7 separate regions of the Mus musculus genome follow, and all the other regions are linked to region 2. Evidence: chromatin contacts called from public HiChIP or PLAC-seq and promoter capture Hi-C data. All regions are on one chromosome and are shown on one strand. Each heading gives the region's core, a stretch centred on a gene start, on an enhancer-like site or on the middle of the called end of the contact. The rest is flanking DNA. Distances are from core to core; before and after follow the strand shown.

Evidence for each region. Promoter capture Hi-C pulls out the DNA fragments that hold promoters and counts their contacts. HiChIP or PLAC-seq counts read pairs in DNA pulled down with a chosen protein or histone mark.
Region 1: a promoter capture Hi-C map of liver shows a contact between it and region 2, with 9 times the contacts expected there. The contact joins the enhancer-like site here to the promoter of Wipf2 in region 2. A contact is called at or near these places in 5 of 39 promoter capture datasets (the 3T3-L1 cell line, the C10 cell line, hippocampal neurons and 2 more) and 2 of 115 datasets of contacts at active chromatin or transcription factors (embryonic forebrain and epiblast stem cells).
Region 3: a promoter capture Hi-C map of liver shows a contact between it and region 2, with 3 times the contacts expected there. The contact joins the promoter of Kpnb1 here to the promoter of Wipf2 in region 2. A contact is called at or near these places in 2 of 39 promoter capture datasets (liver and pre-B cells).
Region 4: an HNF4G HiChIP or PLAC-seq map of pancreatic cancer cells shows a contact between it and region 2. The contact joins the promoter of Mrpl45 here to the promoter of Wipf2 in region 2. A contact is called at or near these places in 1 of 484 Hi-C or Micro-C datasets (B cells) and 1 of 115 datasets of contacts at active chromatin or transcription factors (pancreatic cancer cells).
Region 5: a contact with region 2 is called in a promoter capture Hi-C map of liver, with 5 times the contacts expected there. The contact joins the promoter of Nt5c3b here to the promoter of Wipf2 in region 2. A contact is called at or near these places in 5 of 39 promoter capture datasets (hippocampal neurons, liver, pre-B cells and 1 more), 2 of 115 datasets of contacts at active chromatin or transcription factors (embryonic stem cells and pancreatic cancer cells) and 1 of 9 other capture datasets (adipose tissue).
Region 6: a contact with region 2 is called in an H3K27ac HiChIP or PLAC-seq map of embryonic stem cells, with 4 times the contacts expected there. The contact joins the promoter of Hap1 here to the promoter of Wipf2 in region 2. A contact is called at or near these places in 3 of 39 promoter capture datasets (hippocampal neurons, liver and pre-B cells), 3 of 115 datasets of contacts at active chromatin or transcription factors (embryonic forebrain, embryonic stem cells and forebrain) and 1 of 9 other capture datasets (adipose tissue).
Region 7: a promoter capture Hi-C map of hippocampal neurons shows a contact between it and region 2, with 11 times the contacts expected there. The contact joins the promoter of P3h4 here to the promoter of Wipf2 in region 2. A contact is called at or near these places in 2 of 39 promoter capture datasets (embryonic stem cells and hippocampal neurons) and 1 of 115 datasets of contacts at active chromatin or transcription factors (pancreatic cancer cells).

Annotation. Positions count from the first base shown.
Region 1 is chr11:100,389,895-100,393,180 of GRCm38.p6, reverse strand. The region is part of intron 1 of Jup (junction plakoglobin); the gene reads left to right. Among named protein-coding and RNA genes, the nearest start is that of Jup, 6.3 kb to the left of the region's middle. Within about 2 kb of position 1,945, at least 107 of the 459 cell types and tissues checked have an H3K27ac peak or open chromatin away from gene starts, as enhancers often do. A contact at or near this core is called in liver, where this site is marked.
Region 2 is chr11:98,862,283-98,865,448 of GRCm38.p6, reverse strand. Wipf2 (WAS/WASL interacting protein family, member 2) reads right to left here and starts at 1,851. Exons shown (of 8, transcript NM_197940.2): 1 at 1,547-1,851.
Region 3 is chr11:97,186,394-97,189,773 of GRCm38.p6, reverse strand. It overlaps Kpnb1 (karyopherin (importin) beta 1), which reads left to right and starts at 1,882. Exons shown (of 22, transcript NM_008379.3): 1 at 1,882-2,228; 2 at 2,327-2,385. The coding sequence starts at 2,189.
Region 4 is chr11:97,313,902-97,317,040 of GRCm38.p6, reverse strand. It overlaps Mrpl45 (mitochondrial ribosomal protein L45), which reads right to left and starts at 1,325. Exons shown (of 8, transcript NM_025927.4): 1 at 1,102-1,325; 2 at 117-294. The coding sequence starts at 1,167.
Region 5 is chr11:100,439,826-100,443,310 of GRCm38.p6, reverse strand. It overlaps Nt5c3b (5'-nucleotidase, cytosolic IIIB), which reads left to right and starts at 2,213. Exons shown (of 9, transcript NM_001102650.2): 1 at 2,213-2,267; 2 at 2,384-2,482; 3 at 3,057-3,126; 4 at 3,225-3,271. The coding sequence starts at 2,256. It overlaps Klhl10 (kelch-like 10), which reads right to left and starts at 1,387. Exons shown (of 5, transcript NM_025727.3): 1 at 1,087-1,387. The coding sequence starts at 1,280.
Region 6 is chr11:100,353,988-100,357,408 of GRCm38.p6, reverse strand. Hap1 (huntingtin-associated protein 1) reads left to right here and starts at 1,268. Exons shown (of 13, transcript NM_177981.2): 1 at 1,268-1,719; 2 at 2,661-2,737; 3 at 3,047-3,163; 4 at 3,274-3,421. The coding sequence starts at 1,332.
Region 7 is chr11:100,413,228-100,416,596 of GRCm38.p6, reverse strand. It overlaps P3h4 (prolyl 3-hydroxylase family member 4 (non-enzymatic)), which reads left to right and starts at 1,881. Exons shown (of 8, transcript NM_176830.3): 1 at 1,881-2,420; 2 at 2,518-2,670; 3 at 2,817-2,988. The coding sequence starts at 1,941. Fkbp10 (FK506 binding protein 10) reads right to left here and starts at 903. Exons shown (of 10, transcript NM_010221.2): 1 at 572-903. The coding sequence starts at 813.

The DNA.
Region 1 (3,286 bases), core at 696-3,195, 1.5 Mb before region 2:
GCAAGCAGAGTCATAGAAGATTGTGAGCTGCCATATGGCTTCTGGGAACTGGTCTGGGTCCTCTCCAAGAGCAGTAAGTGCTCTTAACTGCTGAGACATTTCTCCAGCTCCGGATGGGAGGTCTTCACTTCAAATGGAGAAGCAGGTGGAGGCTCATAGTAGAGTCTCCTCTGGAGAGGGCCACCCTTGCCCAGGAGGCGCTTCCTGTGGGTGAAGAGTCAGTCTAAGTCCTTGGAGGAAACTTTTTGTTTGGGAATTTGGGAAGAAGAACCACAGGGCCGAATAGAAACCCAGCGTCTGACAGCTGGCTGGCCCAGTAACTCTCTGAAAGAAAAAGGTAGTGAGATGGGGCGGGACAGGTCACTGGGATTTGTGTCTCAACAGATGACAGACACCCTGAGGTCTTTCTCTTGGGATGTGGTTGACCGTCCCATTTTCCAGCAACTTCCTGGGCTAGATTCGAAGAGAGAGAGAGAGTTCTTTGACCGTCTGACCGTTTGCTTGTGCTAGCCTCCTGGCCTCTTAACTTCTGGTTGGCTGCAGAGGAGGGTGCTCAGCTTTCTCTGCGGTTTCCCAGTGTGGAGGGAGATCTTATGTCTAGTGATGGCGAGAAGAGGCCAGGCAATCGACAAACTGCCTCACTGTGGGCTGTTTCTCTGTCGCTGAGTGTCAGGATCAAAGGCTTGCTCCACTGTGCTCAGTTGGTCTTTTTGTTTTTCTCGTGACAGGGCTTCTCTGTGTAGCCCTGGCTGTTCTGGAACTCACTTTGTAGACCAGGCTGGCGTCGAACTCAGAAATCTGCCTGCCTCTGCCTCCCGAGTGCTGGGATTAAAGGCATGCGCCATCACTGGCTGGCTGATTGCTATTTTATTTTATTTTATTATTTTAAATTGAGGAATGCACAGAAATTTGTGAGAATAAAAAGCAGCTGTCTTTAATTTGAACTGTGTGAGGTAGCCACCTTGAACCTTCCTCCCTCCCTCCCCTCCTATCCTTTGCTCTTGACCTTCCACCTCCATGTGAGCTCTGTATACAGAGGTGAGCTGCTTTTATTCCTGCACAATACAGGGATTAGAGCCCAGGGAGGGCTTCCGGGCATGCCATACAAGCACTTCACTCAGAAGCCGCTCATCCGCGAAGCCCTCCTGTGCCCTCAACATGGCAAGTTTTTATTTTTCCAAACATGTATTTATTTCGGGGGGTGTTGCCGCATACAGGCTGAAATCAAAGAGCAACTTGTAAGAGTCAGTTCTGTCCTTCTGCCATGTGGATAAAATTCAAGCCATTTGGTTATGGTGCAGGCAGGCACCTTTACCTGCTAAACCATCCTAGCAGCCCCAACCAAGGCATTTTTTTTTAAAGATTTTATTTACTTATTTTATATATATGACAAGTACACTGTAGCTATCTTCAGACACCCCAGAAGAGGGCAGCAGATCTCATTACAGATGGTTGTGAGCCACCATGTGGTTGCTGGGAATTGAACTCAGAACCTCTGGAAGAGCAGTCAATGCTCTTAACCGCTGAGCCATCTCTCCAGCCCGCCCCTCCCCCCAACTAAGGCATTTGCTTGAAGCCTTCTTGCAAAGCTTTTGCTTGCTGCAGCCTGCGTTGTCCAGGGACTAAGGGTTCAGGTCCCTCCTGTCCAGCCCTACGCCTGTAACATCCTACTCTAACTGGCTGGCATCCAACTGCTGTTAATGGGACTGCCTAAGCCCAATGGTGCTGGCTAGGGGCTTGTAACAGCTGGAGTAATTTTCCACTCCCAGGAGTCCTGGTTTGGGCTCATCTGCCGGCCTGGGATGCTGTCCTCATCAGGGATGCAGCTGGAGCCCTCTGTTAGGGGAACCCATTAGGTTTCCTAGGTCAGGCCACTTCCCTCTGCTACATAGCCCCCTCCATTTTCCCACCCGGCTCTGTTTGCTTTGGGAAGCAGCCCAGAAGAGAACAAACAGCAGCTGGGTCATGGCCTGAGCCTCTCCCACTCCAGACCTCTTCTCAGCCATGGTCTGGCCTGGGCTGCCCTCCAGGCTGGAAGTGAGAATGTTCCTTTGAAACATCCCTTGTCTTCTCTGGTCATCAGCATCGGCCATGCGCGAGTAGCTTGTGCTGCCTCTCTTACCAGTGTGGGCCATTCTGGTGATAGAAATCATGGTGTCTGCCCAGGAACCTCTCACCATGATAGAATGGGGTGCTGGGGTTGGGGGGACAGTGAGGGGTTCCCTCGTGGAATCAGCAGTCTCTAGAAGTTTCTATGTCTGACTGTGCGAGCCATGACAGTGTGTGTTTCTTTCTGTCCTTGGGACTGTTGGCAGTATCTCAGCTGGATCCAGAGGCATTGAGAAGGGAAGCTTAGGGCTGGTATCCTCTCTAAGCCCTTACTCTGAGGTGGGGACTGTTCTGTTGGGGTTGGCTACTGCTTGGGTGGCAGCTATGTTCAGGTTACATACAGTCTGAGGAAAAGGGGTCCCATGACTACATAAATGGTTTGACTTGCCCAAAGGCCCACAGCCAGTTAGGTGTTGGTTCTGATGGGGACCCTTTGTAAAGATGTTTATCCCTCTGCTCTCCTGCTTTGATGTAAGCCTGTGTGTGGGTCTGGGTGTGCCTAGGGTGCCAACCTCTAGCCCGAAGGACCTCCAGGGGAAGCCCAGCTTTGCCTGCCATGTGTGGCCCCGTGCTTTGTTTCTGCATCCAGGTCCAGCCCAGCCTCTCAGGCAGCCCTCTCCTGAGCCTGTTTCTAGGTGTTTTACTGTCACTTAGCAGCCCAGCGTGGCTGTGCCTGTTGCTTGACTGTCCCTGCAGGTGCTGGCTAGGTCGGAGGCTGCTGTCACTCTTGGAGGGGTTATTTTTAAAGTCAGGACTGGGCGTCATTCTGCTGGACAGCTTGGACGGAGGGTGCGTGGTGCCAGCACCCCAGCTGGCTGTATGGAAGAACAGGCATGGAGGGCAGGGCTCTGACCACCCCCCCTCCCCAGTCTGGAGCCAGTGGGGGAAGGGACCTTTGCATACCCTTCAAGGGCCTGTGTCTTCTCTCTTCCTGTCCTCCTCCTACTCCACCCTGTGATCTCTAAACTGGCTTCTTCCTCCCTGCCACCAACAATGGAGCAGAGTCCCACTGCTAAACAAAGGTCCCCCTTTCAACTCGGAAACCCGCCCTGTCCCTGTCTCTGTCTCTACCCATCTCTGGCCCAGTGCCTGGGCAGGGCCCCCCACCCCCCACCGTCTCCCTCACTTCCACCCTGGTTCTGTCCAGGGCGCATTGCAGAAGGTCTGACCTGTGTTT
Region 2 (3,166 bases), core at 602-3,101:
TGAACTCAGGACTGTTGGAAGAGCAGTCAGTGCTCTTAACCACTGAGCCATCTCTCCAGCCCCCAATCTTTTTTTTTTTTTTTGGTTTTTCGAGACAGGGTTTCTCTGTGTAGCCCTGGCTGACCTGGAACTCACTCTGTAGACCATGTTGCCTCGAACTCAGAACTCCGCCTGCCTCTGCCTCCCGAGTACTGGGATTAAAGGCATGCACCACCAAGCCCCACTCCTTTTTTTTTTTTTTTTTTTTTTAATTAAGATACTAGGATCAGCAGTTAAGAGCACTGTCAGCTCTTCTGAAGGTCCTGAGTTCAATTCCCAGCAACCACATGGTGGCTCACAACCAACTGTAATGAAGTCTGATGCCCTCTTCTGGTGTGTCCGAAGACATCAACAATGTATTCATACAATAAAATAAATAAATCTTTTAAAAAATATATTAAGATAGCTGGGTGGTAGTGGCACACACCTTTAATCCCAGCACTCAGGAGGCAGAGGCAAGTAGATCTCTGCGAGTTCAAGACCAGCCTAGTCTACATAGTGAGCACTAGAACAGCCAGGGCTGTTTCAGAGAGAAACCCTGTCTTGAAAGAAACAAAACAACAAACAAACAAATATAGTTTACGGGGCTGGGCAGTCATAGTGGCCCACGCCTCCCTCTGAGGTAGAGGCCAGCGGATCACTGTGAGTTCCGGGCCAATCTGGTCTACAGACTCTGAGTTCCAGGACAGTGAGGGTTACACAGACAAAGTGTCTCAAAAAAAAAAAAGAAAGAAAGAAAGAAAAGAAAAGAAAGAGAAAGAGAAAAAGAAAGAAGAATTTCAGGGATCAGATGTAGCAGGTGGATCAGGATTTAAAGGCCAGCAGAAGCGGGGACAGAGGTAGATTCCAGTGCACACCAGCTTCCTCCAGCTCCTCGTTTCAATATTATCCTTCCAGAATATGCCTTCCTAATCAGTAACTCGACCGCACACACAGCCTACGTCTAGCGAGCGCCTTCAGATTTTCATCTTCCCTCAATTTCACGCCGCTCCAACAGGGATCCTTCAACTGCAGGTGCTTCCAAGAGCATCTCAGAACATCACTCCGACTCCCTCTCATCCCACACTCTCAACATCTCCCCCAGTGTAAACACGTTCGCTCTCAATCCTCCTCCTCACCCCGATCAATCCCGAAACGTCACACCGATCCTCCTAAACTCGAGAGCATCCTGCCAATAATTACCTTTCCCCAACAGGTCCTCCCTTCCCCATCTCCCCCTCCGCGCACGGCTCCCCTCCTACCTCACCCAGAGTTGCCAGTCTTACTCACCTCACCCAACCCTTCAGGATCTCTAATTTCCTGTCTCTCAAAAAACCTCCCTCCTGCCCATTTGCTCAGTCGGTCCCCGCCGCCCTCCACTCGGATGGCCCACGCCCCCTCTCCAGGGTCTCCAGGCCCCGCCCCCAGGACCCCCTCTCCGCATCAGGCCCCTCCTCCGGTGTCCCTCCCCCCCCCCACCACAGTCCCCCCTTCCCGGCTCTCCCTCCCACTCAGGTCCGCAGGTCACCTCAGCGGCGGGCTCAGCCGCCCCGGCGTCTTTCCCACTCGGCGGGGGGCTGCTCCGGGAGCGAATCCTCCGTCACCTCAGTCCTGGTTTAGTCCTGCTCGTTCGCCCCGCGGCAAGCTCTCTCGCTCTCTCTCGCTCTCTCTCTCTCTCTCTCTCTCTCTCTCTCTCTCTCTCTCTCTCTCTCTCTCTCTCTCTCTCTCTCGCCGCCGCCCCTTTTACCAACCCGGAAATGGATCCGCTCCCACCGTCCCCAGCGTCCGCGAACAAAATGGAGGCGGGGGAAAAGGAGGAGGGAGCCGAGGGCCGAGGGCCGCGGGACGCATGCGCTCAGGGAAGCCTGCCCTCTACCGGCGCACGTGGGGGCGGAGCGCCACCATCTTGAGAAGGTCGCGAGTCCGCAGTTGGAAGTCCCGTTTGCATCTTGGGACTGCAACTGGGGCCGCCTGCGAGGCTTTCAGTAACGAGTGATGCCAGGATTCGGTCCATGAGATGCTTATTTAATTGGTTGGATGCGGCCTGAGCGTCTCGACCTTTAAAATTGCGCAGGTAGAGAACCAGTGAGCTAACTGATGTATCTCAAGTATGTTTTCTTTCGTGTTTATTTTTTTGCGCGCACACACACACACCATAAGCCCTAATATGGTCTAGAGTACCCTTGAAGAGGCCCAACAGACAAGCTCTGGTTGTCATAGCAACAGAGAGGCGAGCTTCTTCTAGCAGGTCATTGGTTAGGTCGTTGTAACCACTTAACTAGTGATCCCCAGCTCGGTAGGCTGAGGCATGGTGTTGTGAACTCCTCTATAGGTGCTTGGATGAGAGAGGGGAGTCCTTGTCGCTTGCTGGTTTCCATTGCTTAACTCTGTTGCCGATGACTAAGGATCTCATCTTCATACACAAAGCTCGCCACCACACCAAGCAACCCCATTGCTACCCTATGTCTCACTGCTTCTCCATCCAGTCAACCCAGTGACCAGGGCTGAACCTCAAGTAAAAGGCCAATATCAGCTAGCACTTAATCCCCACTCACTAACTGTGTGTTCGTGGGTCTCAGCTACCTCATAGTGTTTGTCCTTTCTCACAGTGCTTGAAGGCTCATCAGGTAATGAATGAATGGGAAAGCATGTGATAAGCCATAGCCTGTTATTATTTTTGTTTTCCCTCTGTTCTGCCCCACCCACTAGTGCTAAATGTCACATTGAACATTTGCTTTGGGCCATTCATTGAGCTCTGTACCTGGGGATGGTTCCAGATGTGACTCAAGCAGACAGCTTCTGCCCTCCGGGAGCTCACCATGCTGGTGTATGGTGCTCATGCGGGCTGGCATGTAAACAGACAGCTGACGTCCAAGTCAGTGTGCGATTAGAGTTGTGACATGTGCCGGGATGTCACAGGAGTGATGAATTCCTGCTGAAGAATGAGAAGAGATTTGTAAATGGTTTGAACTAGCCCCTGCAAGATGAGTAGAATTTTGCTGGGCTCTGTAGCTCAGAGGAGGCAGAGGCAGGCAGATCTCTTAGCTGGGGGCCACCCTGGTCTACAGAGCAAGTTCCAGGACAGCCAGGACTGCACAGAGAAATTCTGCCTCAGAACACCAAAACAAACAAAACAAGAAGAAGAAGG
Region 3 (3,380 bases), core at 633-3,132, 1.7 Mb after region 2:
TCTGCATGTAGGTGTGTGCACATGCTTACAGTGGAGAGAGAGCACCATGGGTAATTCCAGCACTCAGGACTCCAAGGAAGGGAGGCTACAGAAATATTGAAGCCAGTCTGAGATACATATTGAGTTCTAGGCTAGAGATCCTGTCTGAAAGAGGCAGAACAGAATAAACTCACAAAAAAGAAAAATCGAATTACATTCTAATGAATACATTACAATAGAACTCATTTCCTGGGCAATCTTGGTGGCCCATGCCTTTAATCCCAGCACTCTGAAGGCAGAAGCAGGTGGGTCTCTGAGTTCAAGGCCAGCCTAATCTACAGAATGAGTTCCAGGACAGCCAGGGCTATACAGAGAAACCACCTGGCTCCGCCCCCCCCCACCGTGGGGGGAGGGGGGCAACCCAACCCAACCAACAAATCACAGCCAAACAAAAATTATGCTTGCATAGTAAACAAAAAAATCTTTCTTAAAATCAGGATAAGATGTGGAAGTATTCAGAACATATCTATACATGAAGCCATTGGAAACATACATTACAGGCAGAAAATACACACAATTAAAAAACCCCACGAGGCTATGACTTTAAGTGTTTCAGAGAACACTAAATCCCAAGTTTCCAAAGTGTGGCTAGTGTAGGGCAATTTCTTTACACCTTAAAAACAATACAATTTACATGCTATTTTGACCCATATGCTCCTAATCCCCCCATGACTTGCAGCTGGGTATCCAAATGAGGGGAGGGGAATGTTAAGCAACTATATGCAACGTATTTTTATCTTGTTTGTTGTATTTGTTTTTTGTTTTTGAAACAAGATCTCAGACTGTAGTTCAGGCTTCGGGATACTGAGATGGCAGGTGTGTCGCTACAGCTCGTCAATGCACACGTTCTTTATATAATACTACACAGATCTTGTAAACGAAGTCTGGACATCAAAGCTTTATGGGAACTGCTAAGTGGTCTAAGGACGCGCCTCCGCGAAACTTTGTTAACAGTCCAGGGCCCCGACGGGGTCTCCAAGGGCAATTAGGGGCGCCTGAAGCCAGCTCTGCTCGAGTCTGGAATGGGCTGTGTGACCTTGGACAGGCTCCACTCTCTCTCTGGGCTTCAGTTTGCAAATCCGCACGTTGGAAGGTGAACCACGTGGTTCTCATGGTCCGGTTCCGCACAGAGCGCGGCAGCAAGCCGACCTCACCATGAAGGCAGCTTCCTGTGGGCGCGGCGCAGGACTTTAACGGTTCCCGTCCCCGCCCCCTCCGAGGCCCGCGAAAGGCTCGCTTTCCGTACACCGCGGCGAGTGACGGCTCTCCGTAGCGCGCAGTCCGAGCCACTCGCGCGCAGCTCCGCCCCACCCCGGAGGCGTCCCGTCGTGCTCCGCGCCAGACTCCTAAGAGCCTGGGCGCCTCCCGCCTTTCCGCGCGGCGGCGACCCCGAACTCCTCGCTTCAGTTCTCCCGGCGCCCCGTCCTATCAACGTCCAGGATCCCAGCCAATCCGACGCGCCTGGAGCCTTTACCTTCCGCCCACCCTTCTCCCCGCGCACAGCCGGGCTGAGCCCGAAGGCCTTTACCGGGCCAGCCCAATCAGCGGCGCGCTCTTACCTGCCCCACCCCAGAGCCCCTCCCCTCGACCAATAAGCACGCCCCATCCCGCTGCCCGCCCAGCCAACCGGACCTTGAAGCCCGCAGGCCAATGGGCGCGTGGCGGCCCTTCAACGCTAGCCGTCCGGCCAATCGGGGGTTCCGCGTGGCCCCGGCCGTAGCCAATCGCTGGGCAGCGCGGTGCCGCCGCGGAGAGGTCCGGCAAGGATATCCCTCCGCCTCCCTCCCTCGATCTCTCTCCCTCCCTGCGATCCGCCTCTCACTCACTCACTGCCGCCCTTCCTTTCTCCCTCCGCCGCCCGAGCAGCAGCCGCGCTCCGAGCTGCCCCCGGGGTCCCTCCCCCGCCGCCAGAGGAGCAGCTGCTGCCGCCTAGCACATTAGGAGGGCGGAAGGAAGGAAGGAGAGCGGGGAGGAAGGGGAGCCGGAGCGCCTGGCCAGAGGCAGCCGGTGAATGGGCTTGTGGTGACCCCCACCCCCCACCCCACCCTCCCTTCCCACCCGACCCCCAACCCCCATCCCCAGTCGGAGCCGCCGCCCGACAGGCCGGGCCGCCGTCTTGCGAGGAGTCCCCGCCGCCGTCACCTCCGCCATGGAGCTCATAACCATCCTCGAGAAGACCGTGTCTCCGGGTAGGACTCGGGGCCGGGGGGTCGGGCCGAGGTGACCGGGGTGGGGGAGGGGGTGGCCCCTCTGACCCCGCTGCCTCTCCCCCCATCTCTCCCGGCAGATCGGCTGGAGCTGGAAGCGGCGCAGAAGTTCCTCGAGCGTGCGGCCGTGGAGAATCTGGTGCGTGCCGCCCCGCCGCGCCCCATCCCGCCGCGTCCCCATCCCTGCGTGCGGCCCTTCCCGCCCTCCTGGAGGCCCAGGCCTCAGGAACCCACCCCGCCCCAGCTCGTCCCCCTACCCCCCCGCCCGGCCCAACCTAACCCCGCCATCGGGAAGCCGGTGGGTGTGTCCCGCCCCGAGCCCCGCGTCTGGCCAATAGCGAGGCGCGCCGGGGTGATCGCCGTCCAATCGCCACGCGGCCTGAGGGCGGCGGTGCTGCGGGAGGGAGAAAGAGGGAGGGAAGGGAAGTTAGGTTGCATGGCGCTGCGTGTTCAGCAAGGGTGGGGGTTGGGGAGCCGGGCCTAGGGGCCATGTGGAAGCTCTGCGCCCTGCCGCCTGCCTTGTACTGGCTGCGGCCGGCCTCTCCTTCCTGTCCCCTGGTTTTGAGGCAGTATGCAACTACTTCCCAGAGCCCTACCCTTCCCCAGCTCCCTTGGTCTGTGCTCATGGCCACGCCTGGCACCCGACCACCTCTGGACCCATTGCCACAATTTTTTTCTTTTTCTTGCCCATTATTATCCCATTCCTGGTCTAAGTGCACGAATGTTCTGTTTGGACTTAGGTTTTCAGAGAACTCATCTTTAAGGATCTCAGGCTGAGGCTCATTTCTGAGATTGAGCCTATTCTCTGATAAATCACAAATGTAACCCCGTTTTTCATACTTTCGGATTTAAGAAGTACATTTGAGAAAAGAAAAAGTGACTGACTTTTGTATAGGAAAATGTGGGATTATTGAAGCAGCCTATTGCCAGAATGTTTCTCCTCTCCTTTTTGGGGGAAGGGGAGGGAAGCGTGGATGATATGGAAAGTCTCTTTAAAGGTAGGAAGTTTTAAAAAGTGAAAAAAAACATTGTAACCCAATGTCCTTTGTGAGAGCTTTGCAAAATAGTAACATCCATACAGCGACATATCTGATTTGTACTGACCACTTTTGGTGGAGAGGTAAGCGACTTGTG
Region 4 (3,139 bases), core at 76-2,575, 1.5 Mb after region 2:
GTCATATCTCCAGCCCCACTTAGTGGTTAATTTATTGCTATCAATCAGAGTCTAAAGCATACACCAGACCTCTGACAATAGAGAACTGAACCAGGATCCCAGAAATAGTTCCTTACCTGTACAGGCCAAATGTATAGGGCGCTCCAACCGTTCCTGTGGAATGACCAATCCCGCTTTCCTGGCATACTCCAAAAACTCCTTCTCTGTTTTGTACTTGGGTTCAGGAGTTGGGGGTCTAAAACGGCTTTTGGTTTTAACTTGAACTACAGTTGTGGACTGAGTCACCAGAATGGGCTGGGAGATGAAAAAAAAAAGTTAGCGTATAGGTGATTTGGAAAGGATAAATCTATCTTGAGCAAACTGTTTGCAAAGTCTTATAGAAAGACATCCCATTAAAGAATGCTTCAGGAGTTATGAAATGACTATTATGGAGAAACGATATTACTTTTTGAACACCTAGGGATGGCTTTTGCCACAAGCCAATTAATAACCTGTATTCACATCAATCAACAGTAAAAACTTTCCTTTAATACATTCTGCAGTACTACTGTATACAGAGATGATTAAAGCAGAGGTCCTAGTGCCAAAGAACTTTCAGTTTAATTGTAAACCTCACTTAACCCATTTCTGAAAAGAGTGGAATGCTATTACTAAAGCATTAAACAAGATCTCCCTGGCATTTCCCCCACACTTCTGTTTTGCTTTTTCAGAAGCAAATTGCTTCTAGCTCCTAACTGACCAATAAACTTTTACGAAGTCAGGTGACCTTTTCCCTCTAGGATAAGACAAAACTCCTATCCTTTTCAAAAAAAAATTTTTTAAGAATGTAAAAGAGCTGGTTCATCTTCCAAGCCATTACTTTCCTTTTTAACATCTTCTCTCCAAAGACTAGAATTAACGTAAAGAAGCTTAATGCTCAGCCTCGTCTAGGCTGTCTAGAGAGACTTGTCTAGAGGGGATCGCATACACCTCAAATTCTTCTCCAGATGAAGTCTGACTCGTATGGTCCAAACTCAGCAACGCCCACAGCATGATTATTCCCCTCTACTCTATCCTCCTCTTTGTGTCCCTAAAAATTTCATTCGCTTCATTTCTACCCACCTGCCGAGACCACCATCCCAAAGTCCTGTATAAGGAGGACAAGCCCCGAGGTACGGGGGCCGCCATTTTGCTCGCGCAAAGGCCGCCGGGATGCTAGCCTAGCCGCAGATCACCGAGCCGGAGAAAAGGCGCAGAGGGCGGAGCGAGCTGGGGAGTGGAATTTTCCAGGGCGCGCGCCCCAGGCCGAAAGGTGAGTCGCGCGCACGCGCACGCTCTCCAGGGGAGGGGCGCGCGGGCACGCGCAGTGGGTTCGCGCGTGCGCAATGAAACCACTTTGGAAGTAGGGTAAACCGCACGGCTGTCACGCGCCAGTCGGAGACGGGGAGAGCCAGCTGCGCCTGCGCAGGAGGCTTCTGTGGGACTCTGGTTGCTGCATTCCTGGTTCCTTAACACATTGTTACACCTTATTTACAATCGGTGAAAAAAACGAAAAAGTGCTTCCCTCTGAAATCAGAAGCCTTTAAGATAAGTGTTTTCTTTCATTACAAGGAATTCACTGGAGGTATTTAGGGCGAAAATGATAGTTTCTGGGTGTGTTTCTGACCTCAAAATGCAGTATAACCTTAAACCTTTAACCAACCTAGTTTTCTATGTGAAAATTCTTTCATACCTTTCCGTTAGGGAAGCTGACCGCTGTGATTACTGAAAAGCAAAAGGCACGTGGGTTAACAAGAATCTGTCATTTCCCAAAACATATCATTTCCAAAAATACCACTTACCAAATTTGGTAATAACTGGTATTTCAAAATTGTTTACTAGGCGCCTGGCAATTTAAGCATTTTACATATATCAACTTAATCCTCACCACAAGCAATAAATATTCCTGCTTTTACATATATGGTTGGGCCAGAGATACTAAATATGTAATTCAAATTTAAACAAATAATTGGCAGAACTGAGAGTCAGGTACATAGAGTTTAACAACTCCAAAATCGCTTCACATTCAGTGGTTAAAGGAATCCCAGTGTGATAACCAGGTCATCCTGGAGCCACACAGACTATGTAACACATCCTAACCCATGTCTGCCTGGCCTCTGCTCAGTTTCTCGGCTACTGCAAGCTAATTCCCTATCAGTACCTAATATGATTTGGTTCACTCTGAGATGGATTCTTAGGTGGTCACTGTTACTTTTGATTAGCTGTTTTGGAAAATTTGAGGCATGGTGGCGCACCCCTTTAGTCCCAGCACTCGGGAGGCAGAGACAGGCAGATTTCTGAGTTCGAGGCCAGCCTGGTCTACAAAGAGAGTTCCAGGACAGCCAGGGCTACACAGAGAAAACCCTCCCTCAGAAAAATACAAACAAACAAAAACTAAAAAAGAAAATAGAAACTATAGAGATGGCTCAGGTGTTAAGAGTCCTTGCTGGGCTGGTGAGATGGCTCAGTGGGTAAGAGCACCCGACTGCTCTTCTGAAGGTCAGGAGTTCAAATCCCAGCAACCACATGGTGGCTCACAACCATCCGTAACAAGATCTGACTCCCTTTTCTGGAGTGTCTGAGGACAGCTACAGTGTACTTACATTAAATAAATAAATCTTAAAAAAAAAAAAAAAAAAGAGTCCTTGCTGCTCTGGCAGAGGACCCAAGTTCGGGTCCCAGCATCCACATGGTGACGCATATGCCCCTGTAAATCCAATTCTAGGGGATCTGATGCCCTCTTCTGGACTTTGAGGGCATTACACACATGGTACACATAAAGATAGGCAGCTAAGCATCCACACACATTTAAAAATCTCTTAAACAACAGTGAAAAGGAAATCCTATAAGGCAGACTTTTCTTTCCCATTTTTCCTAGTGAGACTTTTGTTTGTTTGTTTGTTTTGTTTTGTTTTTTCCAGACAGGGTTTCTCTGTATAGACCTGGCTGTCCTGGAACTCACTTTGTAGACCAGGTTGGCCTCGAACTCAGAAATCTGCCTGCCTCTGCCTCCTGAGTGCTGGGATTGAAGGTGTGCACCACCACGCCCGGCCTAGTAAGACTTTTAAATTGAACCTAAAGAATAGGAGTCCTTGTTAGCAGCAGGGTGTGTGTGTGTACA
Region 5 (3,485 bases), core at 964-3,463, 1.6 Mb before region 2:
TAAAAGAACATTTTGTGACACTTTAAAACTATTCAAATTTCAGTGTCCATAAATAATTTGTATTAATCCTGTCTTCTGGGCCCATTTTTTTCTTTTTCTTTTTTTTTTTTTTTAATTTATTTATTTATTATATGTAAGTACACTGTAGCTGTCTTCAGACACACCAGAAGAGGGAGTCAGCTTTCATTACGGATGGTTGTGAGCCACCATGTGGTTGCTGGGATTTGAACTCAGGACCTTTGGAAGAGCAGTTGGGTGCTCTTACCTGCTGAGCCATCTCACCAGCCCCCTTTTCTTTTTTTTTAAGGCAGGGTCTCACCTATGTAGCCCTGGAACTCCCCATGTAGACCAGGCTGGCCTAGAACTCCCAGAGATCTGCCAGCCTCTGCCTCCCAAGTACCGGGATTAAAGACGGACAGAAACATCCTGGCCTTGTTTGGCAGTTCCTGATAGAAAGGCAGAGGTTGAACGGTTGCCAGAGTACATGGCCCGCTGAGCTTAAGCTATTTAACATCTTGGAGCTGTAGAGATGGGTCTCTTTTCAACAGAACACGAGGTTCCATGCCAAACACCTACATGGTAGCTGACAACAGTCTGCAATGCCTGTCCCAGGGGACCCAATGTCCCCTTATGGCCTCTTCAGGCGCATCATGTATGTGGCCCAGACAGACATACATGCAGGCAAGATATCCATCTATAAAATAAATGAATAAATACAAACTTTAAAAAAAAGATATTTACTATCTTCCTGTTGTTGTTGTTTTGGTTTTTTTGTTTGTTTGTTTGTTTTAGAAATAGATTCTCTATAGCCCAGGCTGCCCTTGAACTACTGATTCTCCTGCCTCAGCCTCTCCAGTTGCTGGGATTACAGGCCTGAGCCACTATGCCTGGATTATAAACTGGTCCTTTCGGAGCCTTATCTAGAGTGTAGGATCAGGTCTGTCCAACTTTTTTTTTTAACGCTGCAATGGCATGCTGTCAACCTACAAAGCTTAGACTTGAGAACAGCTCAAACCAGTTATAAACAAACACAGAGCCTCAGTGATGGGAGACACGGCTCAGCTTCCCCCCCCCCCTCCGGTGTACCTAAAGTAGGAGCTGCAGCTACAGAGGATGTTCTTGTGGGCATTGAACTCGAAGCCATTGACTTTGATGACCACGTCGCAGAGCTTGCCCTCAAGCCGGAGCTCGTTGAAGATCTCACAGGTCATTGCACTCATCTTTCTTTCCATGTGAGGCTGGTGGAACCGGGTGGAGGCAGCGGTGCTCTCCATCTCCATGGCTCCTTGGGACCAGGGGAGAGAGGCTGCTCTCCTGGGGTGTTGGGGAGGGTTATGGGGGGCCCCTTTAGCCAGCTGTCGCTCCTTTTCCCTACTACATCTTTCATATAGGGACCATCAGGCAGCCCAAGTTCCAGAATCCTGGGCAGTGAGATCACTCAGGATTGTGCTCTCAGGTTCTGGAACCCCCTTCTTGCCCCTTCTTTTCCTCCCCCTCCCCCCAGAACATACAGGTAGACCACCCCACATCTCTTTCCTCGACCTCAGACCTAGGGCAGAACTGTGACCACCAACACAATTGAGCCTTTACTGAGTCTGCTGCTTGTTGCATCTTCAGGTTGGGTCCCCACCTCCCTGCAGCATCCTTCCAAAGCTCTCTCTGGGCTCCCCATGGGTGCAGAGGCAGAAGCAGAGCTGATCAAATATCATGCTGGCCAGGGTCTTCCAGCCCCTGAGATGCCTTACTGCCTTACTTTGCTTGTGGTGCTGATGAAGAGCCAGTTAGGGAAGTGTCTCCTGGATACACCCCCTGTCCAAAATGCACTTGAATACCTAGTGGGTTGTTCTTTGCAATGCAGGGGATGAAATTCAGGGCCTCATACCTGCAGGCAAGAACTCTCTCACTAAGCAGTGACCCCCAACCCCAGTAAAGATTGCATTTGTGTTCCAGAAAGAGTGAGTGACAGGCGCCCATACACACCAAAGCCTCATGACAGCCAGCCCACATACAGGACCCCAGCGTCTTGGTACTCCCCCCCCTCGCCCCCCAACGTTCCCCCACCCCCACACACAGTAGACCATCTTCCCCCACACACCCCCGCACTCCCCACTCTTGCTTCTCCTGCCAGTATCCGGAGCCAGCCTGGAAACGGCCTGCAGCTCCTAGACCGACGCGACTAGTGCGAGGCGACGCCTGCGCAGTGTGGCTGTAAGGCGGGCGCTGTCTTCGGGGCCGCCCACCAGGCCAGCGGCGTGATGGCGGAGGAGGTGAGGCCACGGGCGGGGACGGTCCCGCGTGGCGGGATCGCGGGTGCGGAGAGACCCAGCTGTCCTGATGCCCATCGCGGCTCTCGGGTCAGCGGGTCTCTTGGGTCTCACGACAGGTAAGCAGCCTGATGAAGGCCACGGTCCTGATGCGGCAGCCCGGACGGGTGCAGGAAATTGTGGGCGCCCTTCGCAGGGGCGGAGGAGACCGCCTGCAGGTACCGGGGCTTGGGGTAGGGCGGGAGGGTGCCTGCCCTGCGGCCTTCCCGCCAACTGGGGTTCGCGCTCTGCGAGCCTGCGCCCTAGGGTGGTCATGGACAAACAGATTGGTTCACCTCGGGAAAGAGCCTACCTCCCCCAGTAGCCAACTTTCAGAGTAGTCAGATGTGACCCTTTTCCTGCCGCTTGGTTTTAGAAAGCAAGTGGGTGGAGGCCCCCCTCCCTCCCCCAGTCGAAGATAAGGGAGATCCACAAAGGTCGGAAGGCACCTTAAGAAAGAACCAGTGTATAAAGATGCCACAGAAAGTCACCCCCACATTTGGGGGACTTTGTTTTCTTCAGGGTTAACTCGTGTCCTGACACAGGATGTCACTTTTTTCCTTCTTTCTTCTGTCTCTCCCTAACCTTGCAAAGGCTTTGCTGCAGCTTGGTTAGACTTCCTCCGCTACCCCAGGCTGAGGCAAGGGCCAGGATAGACCAGTACCTAGTCAACCTAGTCAACCTAGTCAGTCAACCTAGTCAACCTAGTCAGTCAACCTAGTCAACCACCATCATCCGCCCTTTGTCTCTTAGGTGATTTCCGATTTTGACATGACCCTGAGCAGATTTGCTTACAATGGACAGCGATGCCCTTCTTCCCACAGTAAGTCACATTTTAGCTTTCCTTGTAGGGCTCAAGATGACAACTGCTATGGAGCAAATAAAGGGAGTCTTGTGTGTGTGTGTGTTTTCTTTTTTCAGATATTCTGGATAACAGCAAAATTATCAGTGAGGATTGTCGCAAAGAGGTGGGTCATTCCCTTCTTTGCTCAAACATGGCTGTGGTATGCTTCTGGGGTTGAACCACAGCGTCCAGGACTGAAATCTTAAGAAACTCCGTTCCTTAAACACAGTGTGGGGAGACCTGTAATCCCAGAGGCTGAGACAGGAGGATCCCAAGTTCAGAGGCTGCCTGGATTCCAGAAAGAGTTCAAGGTCACTTAGGCAAGGAAAAGGAAGCTG
Region 6 (3,421 bases), core at 19-2,518, 1.5 Mb before region 2:
TTGGATCCCTAGCATCCACATGAAGGTCTGGTATGGTGGCACCTGTCTGTAAACCCCGGGGCTGAGGGGTAGGGTGGAGTTAAGTGGATGTCTTGGGGAATCGCTGGCCAGACAGTCTAGTCAAAGTGCTGAACTCCAGATTCAGTGAGGAACCTTGTCTCAAAAAATAAGGTGGCAAGGGACGGACAACAACTGATGTTGACATGGACACCTTCATACACCAGATATAAAAAATAAATAAATAAATATTTTAAAAAACGTAAAGTCAATAGCCTTGTCCACTGGAGGATGGTGGAGAATGGAGAACATCAAGAACGATTTTGAGACTTGAGTCCATGAGTCATCCATCTCCCTTTAGCCTGTCTCCCAGTCTAAAAGCACAGAAATGGCTACTGCCCTCCCTAGCTCCCACCCCTTAAACCAGTTCATTCAGGACTGAGAGCCAGCTTCCAAAGTAGCCATTTTTCTGGGGAGCATACGTCCGTCCATGAGCTGAAGAGCACGGGTAAAGTCGTGGAGACCGACATCGATCAGTTCAGACCCTGGGATAACGGATGTTTTGGTGTGTGTGTGTGTGTGTGTGTGTGTGTGTGTGTGTGTGTGTACACGGGGATCTTGAAGAGTCGTCACAGCGAAACATTTAAGCAGGATCCCCTCCGAAGATGTTCTTTTTGGAATGTTTGAAGAACAGAACAGGTGCTTGCTTGGACTGTAGGGCTTGAGAATTAGGGTTGGAAATAAAGAACGAGTGAACGCACTAAGATGGAAGACGTCCAGGGGCGAGCGCGAGAGTGAGAGGGACCTGTGGATGACACGCAACACGTTGAAAGCCATACCGGAGTTTGGATTTCTCGCTTAGTCTACCTGGGAAGGCACAGGCGTACTGCCTCGATTCTCAGGTCACCTCGGTCTGTACACAATGTTGGGTAGGGCAACACAGAAAGCCCCTGGAAGCTGGGGTGGCGGGAGCGCGCGCGGGGGGCTGAAGGGGGGGTTGTTTCTAGGCAGAAGCTACGGGTCCCTCTACTCAAGTCCAGGGAAGCGGCGGCTTTGGACAGAACCATTCTCAGAAGATGGAAGGGAAGAGAAATCCATCACCGTGGACTCGACCCCACGGAATAAGCTAGGCACTAGTTCATCTCTTTCTTTCTTCTTCTTTTATTTACTTCCTATCTCGTCACCACTGGCTGCTTTCTTGCAGGATCCTGAGTCCTCGGCACCACTAACTGATCAACGGTCACCCCTAGCGCCACGCGTGGTACAGCCCAGTGGAGCCCGCTCCGAGCACAGGTTATAAAGCCCCGGCTGCGGCAGCGGACTGCGGAGTCAAGATGCGCCCGAAAGAGCAGGTGCAGAGCGGTGCGGGAGACGGGACAGGGTCGGGGGACCCAGCAGCAGGCACCCCCACGACCCAGCCTGCAGTTGGTCCCGCTCCGGAGCCCTCGGCGGAGCCCAAACCTGCTCCAGCGCAGGGAACCGGGTCCGGACAAAAATCAGGATCCCGAACCAAGACAGGAAGCTTTTGTCGGTCCATGATCATTGGTGATTCGGACGCACCATGGACCCGCTACGTATTCCAGGGGCCTTACGGTCCCCGGGCCACTGGCCTGGGCACTGGAAAGGCCGAGGGAATCTGGAAGACACCAGCCGCGTACATCGGCCGGAGGCCCGGCGTGTCCGGCCCTGAGCGTGCGGCGTTTATTCGAGAGCTGCAGGAAGGTAAACTGAGTCTCGGGGATCCCGCATTGGGCACTATTTGGGCATCTCCAGGTAGGAGGGGGTGCACCGACTCAGGCGCCCCGCCCCCTTGTGGCTCTTAGTTCCACCTTTCCACCACCCCCGCGAGACCACAGTCTGCGGTGCCGGTTTGGTTTCTCTTTCCCCATCTCCCCCCCCCCCTTTTCCGGTTTCCCGATTATTGTGGGTGCGTCAGGTCCAGAGCTCTCTCGCGCTCTCCGCCCGCCTCTTCGCGCCTGTTGCTGTGGCAGATCTGCGCACTCTCAGTGCCCCCTCCCCGTCTACCGCAGTGCCAGCAGAGGGGCGGGGGCTGCGGGTGCGCTTTGAGCCTGCGCTAGCCCGCAGGAACCAGCCTGCGTGGGTGGGTAGAGGTGTGTGTGTAGGGGAGCCTTTGACCACTACTTGTCCTCAGGGGGTCTGGGTCGTACTTTTCCGAAGCTGGAATGAAGAGGGAGGAGTGGGCGGGGCACTGGGCTTCTGTCCCTCCTCTTCTGGGCGGGGGCAATTTTAGGCTCAGGTGCCCGCTTCTGGGTGCTGAAGAAGTCTACTTGGCCCTCCTGTGACAAGCAACAGGTTTAGGATGGGTGACTGCATTTGTTTTTATGATCGAGGAGACTCCAGTGATGGCTAAGATGCCGATTGGGGGTGGGCATGATGAGCCCAGTATTTTCCCTGACTTCTTATCTCGAGGGGCCCAGAGACCCAGGGGTCTTGAGAGTCCAGTTCCTGAGCCCAGAGGATGGTTTTGCCTTTACAGCATCCAGGCCCCTCCTGAGAAAGCAGGAGTGGGGAGATCCGGAGCTGTGGAGAGGGTGTTAGGGCCAGATGGAGTGCAGTCTCACAATCTTTGTTGTGAGGGGTGTAGTGGTCTATGGGCAGCCTCGGCTCCTTTCCCTGACCCACTTGGGCCTTTCCTCCTGCAGCGTTGTGTCCTAATCCACCACCCACGAAGAAGATCACCGAAGATGATGTCAAAGTGATGTTGTATTTGCTGGAAGAGGTGGGTACCGCCTTCCTCACTCAGGCCAGCCCTCATTTTAACTCTGCCCTACAGGACTTCGGGCTTTTGTCTGTTTTCTTCTTGCCTGGGAGCCAACTTGAAGGCCCCTTTCCTGGAAGGCAAGTAGATTACAGAGGACCAATCTGGACTGATCTTATCAGACCCAGGAGATGGTTAATAGTCTTTGGTACTTGGATGACTGGGTGCTGGAGAGATAGTCTTCTTGTGACCTAGCCCTGGTTTCTCCCTCCTGTTTGGGAGGTCCCGGAAACTTCGAAGGAATTGGAATGGTTGGCTCTTCTTTTGCAGAAAGAACGGGACCTGAACACAGCCGCCCGGATCGGCCAGTCCCTGGTGAAACAGAACAGTGTCTTGATGGAGGAGAATAATAAGCTGGAAACCATGCTGGGCTCAGCCAGGGAGGAGGTATCTGGGTTCCTAAGGACCAGGGAGAGTTCCGTGTGTCCCCTCCCCAGACTAGCACCCGTTCTGCCCCCTTGTGCTCATCTTTCCGTGGCTTCTCTCCCCTGCCCTAGATTTTACATCTCCGGAAGCAGGTGAACCTGCGAGATGACCTTCTTCAGCTCTACTCAGACTCTGATGACGATGATGATGAGGAAGACGAGGAAGACGAGGAAGAGGGCGAAGAGGAGGAACGAGAAGGACAGAGGGATCAAGACCAGC
Region 7 (3,369 bases), core at 632-3,131, 1.6 Mb before region 2:
ACTTTGTGACACGTGGACAGTTTGGTCACGGCACCAGCTATGGTCTACCCCCAAATTATAATGCCCACTCTGCTTAAGACCCTCCCTAGCTGCTCTAGGGCCCTACACCCTCAAGGAAATGTTATTTCTCCAGTCTCCAACCACAAAGGCATAGAAAACTGGAGAGAGAAATAGACAGGGAGCCAGAGTGTGTGCAAAGGGAGGCGGCACCAGGCAGACCATCCATCCACTCACTTCAGGGTTTACGTGTAGTAGGCACAGTCTCTTTGCCCTCTAAGATTGCGTGCCAGGGTACCATTTGTGTTTAAGTTATGGTAAGTATATGTGGCGCTTCACCTGAGCATCAAATATTCCAGGGGGCTAGGAGGGGGTCGTGGGCGGGGGCGGGAATATTTTAGGAATTGAAAATTTGGTATTGAAGATAGGAGGCATCCTTTGAGGTGCTCTCCCCAGGATGCTGTTTGTGGCAAAGGATTATGAAAGCACTACAGGAATGCAAACCTTAGAAGGGGCAACATTCTCTGGAAGCTCAGGAAAGTGGTGCTGAGTCCGGGAGTGCCCAAGCTCTTACCTGGAGTCAAACTTTTTCCCGTCTTCGAAAGTGCCATTGTAGTGGTAACGCACAAAATCCCCCATCTGCACTTCTCGGGGACAGGCCCGAGGGATGTGGTATCTCTCGATGACCACATCTTCCAAGGGGGCTCCGGCCGGGCTGGCACGGCCCAGTCCCCTCTCCAAGGTCTGTAGAAGCAACAGCAACGGCAGTATGCGGAGCCGATGGAGGGTGTGGCTGGAGGACCCCACAAGGAACATGGTGCCCAGACCAGGGACGCCGGCAGTGAGAGCGGACGCCAGCCGCTAGCCTCCTTCCCCCTCCTCTCAGAGCTGACTCCCCCCCTTCCTGTCCTCTCTCCCCACCCCGCCCTGGCGGGTCCACGTGGAATGGGGGCTGGGGAGAATGAGCTGGCCGGGCAGGGTGATGTTTTATGGTGAACTAGGAGGTGGGGGCCAGGTTGAGAGTCTCTGGAGTCCAAGGAATTTGCCACAAAGATCTCTGAGTCTCCCTCCCCCAAAACTCCATCCGGGACTGAGACCCGGGGCCTGGCCCAGAGGGAGGTTCGGGAAAGATGAGAAGTTGGAGTGGACTTCCAAAATGAAAAAGTTTTTTCCAGAGTCTCTGGGTCCTAAAGCCTGTTGGAGGAATCTCTAGCTTTCCCTGGCACCCCAAATCTAGGCCCCTTCTGGTGCAGGTGAGGCTGTAATCTGAGGGCTATTTCAGTTCTACACACACACACACACACACACACACACACACACACACCCGCCCCAACTCTCCTCCCGCGAAAGGTTAGAGGAAAGGGGGGTTAGGGAGAATGTTCTCTAGGTGAAAGGTTGTTTTGTCCTGCAAAAGCCTGGCTGCACTGAAGACACAGGAATCTTGCTCCGGCGGGAGGCTGATGGTGTCAGTGCTAGGTGTGCGGGGTAACAAGAGGTGTGTACGCCTCGACGTCAGCGCGGGTGTTTACCGGGCCACCTAGGGGGAGCAGAGGAGACTCGAGGAGAAAAAGACCAGATTATGTGACTTCGTCCACTTTGCCTACGCAAAGGACAGAGGTGGCACTTAAGGGGGGGGGGGGGGACGACACTGCTGTGGGGAGGGGCTTTCTGGGCGTGAAACGTAGCCCCACCCACCCGTGTCTGCCAGGGAGGGCCAGTGGTGGTGTAAGCATTGCTAGTGGTCGAGGGCCAGCCCACGTAGTGGACTCGAGCGTCAACTGACGGTCCTAGAGAGGCATTCCAGCCTCCCGGCTCTAGCCTAGGGCCCGGCGCTAAGACCCAGCAGGAGCTCCGGGGGTTGGGGGTGGGCTGGGCTGGAGCCCGAGCTGGCTGGAGCCCGACGGTCGCCGGCTGCTCCGTAAGCCTCCGGGCGCGGTGCGGGCATGGCTCGCGGGGCGTGGGGGCTGCTGTGGCTGCTGCTGGGCAGCGCCGGGGCCCAGTACGAGAAATACAGCTTCCGAGGATTCCCTCCGGAGGACCTGATGCCACTGGCCACGGCCTACGGCCACGCTCTGGAGCAATACGAAGGCGAAAGCTGGCGCGAGAGCGCGCGCTACCTGGAGGCGGCGCTGCGGCTGCACCGGCTGCTGCGCGACAGCGAGGCCTTCTGCCACGCCAACTGTAGTGGCCCCGCCACCTCTCAGCCTCGGCCCGCGTCCGGCCCGGACGGCGACCACGACGGCGATGGCGAGGACTGGGCTCGCGAGCTGCGGCTCTTCGGTCACGTCCTGGAGCGCGCCGCCTGCCTGCGGCGCTGCAAGAAGACGCTGCCCGCCTTTCAAGTCCCTTACCCACCGCGGCAGCTGCTGCGCGACTTCCAGAGCCGCCTGCCCTATCAGTACCTGCACTACGCGCACTTCAAGGTGGGCGCGGCCGGGGCCGCCGTCGAGTTTCCCTAGAACGTGAGGCCCGCGGTGCGTCCGAGGCCCCCACTGACCCACTCCCCACGCTCCTCACCAGGCGAACCGACTGGAGAAGGCGGTGGCTGCGGCCTACACCTTCCTCCAGAGGAACCCCAAGCACGAGCTGACCGCCAAGTATCTCAACTACTACAGGGGGATGCTGGATATTGGAGATGAGTCCCTCACCGACCTGGAGGCCCAGCCCTACGAGGTGTGGAGAGAGTGGGAGGGATGGCTAGCCTTGGTACACCTTCCTACAACCTCTTCACCCAACACACACACACACACACACACACACACACACACCTTATGAGCCTTCGGGGTCTTCTTGACTACCCCCGCCATGCACCTCTCCAGGCTGTGTTCCTCCGGGCTGTGAAACTTTACAACAGCGGGGACTTTCGCAGCAGCACAGAAGACATGGAGCGGGCCCTGGCTGAATATATGACGGTCTTTGCTCGGTGTCTAGCTGGCTGTGAGGGGGCCCACGAGCAGGTAGACTTCAAGGACTTCTACCCAGCGATAGCAGGTATATACCATTCAGACCACTGTGAGGTATCCCTCACCCACAGTGCCCTGGCTTCCCAGGCCTTCTAAGGCCTCTTAATGCGTGGCTATGTCCGGTGACCGCATTCAACAGGTCTAGCAAAGTGCTCCAAAGCTACACACGAGTCAGGCCTTTTCTGTCTCCAGTCTGATGAGAGAAATGCTGGTATACATAGCAAATTCTGGGTCAGCTATATAGAGAAATAGATTGCCTCAAAAAACAAAAGAACAGGGCACGGTGGCACAGGCCTTTAATCCCAGCACTCAGGAGGCAGAAGTAGACTGATCTCTGTGAGTCCAATGCCAGCCTGGTCTACAGAGTGAGTTCCTGGGCAACTGAAGCTTTATAGACCTTGTCTCGAAC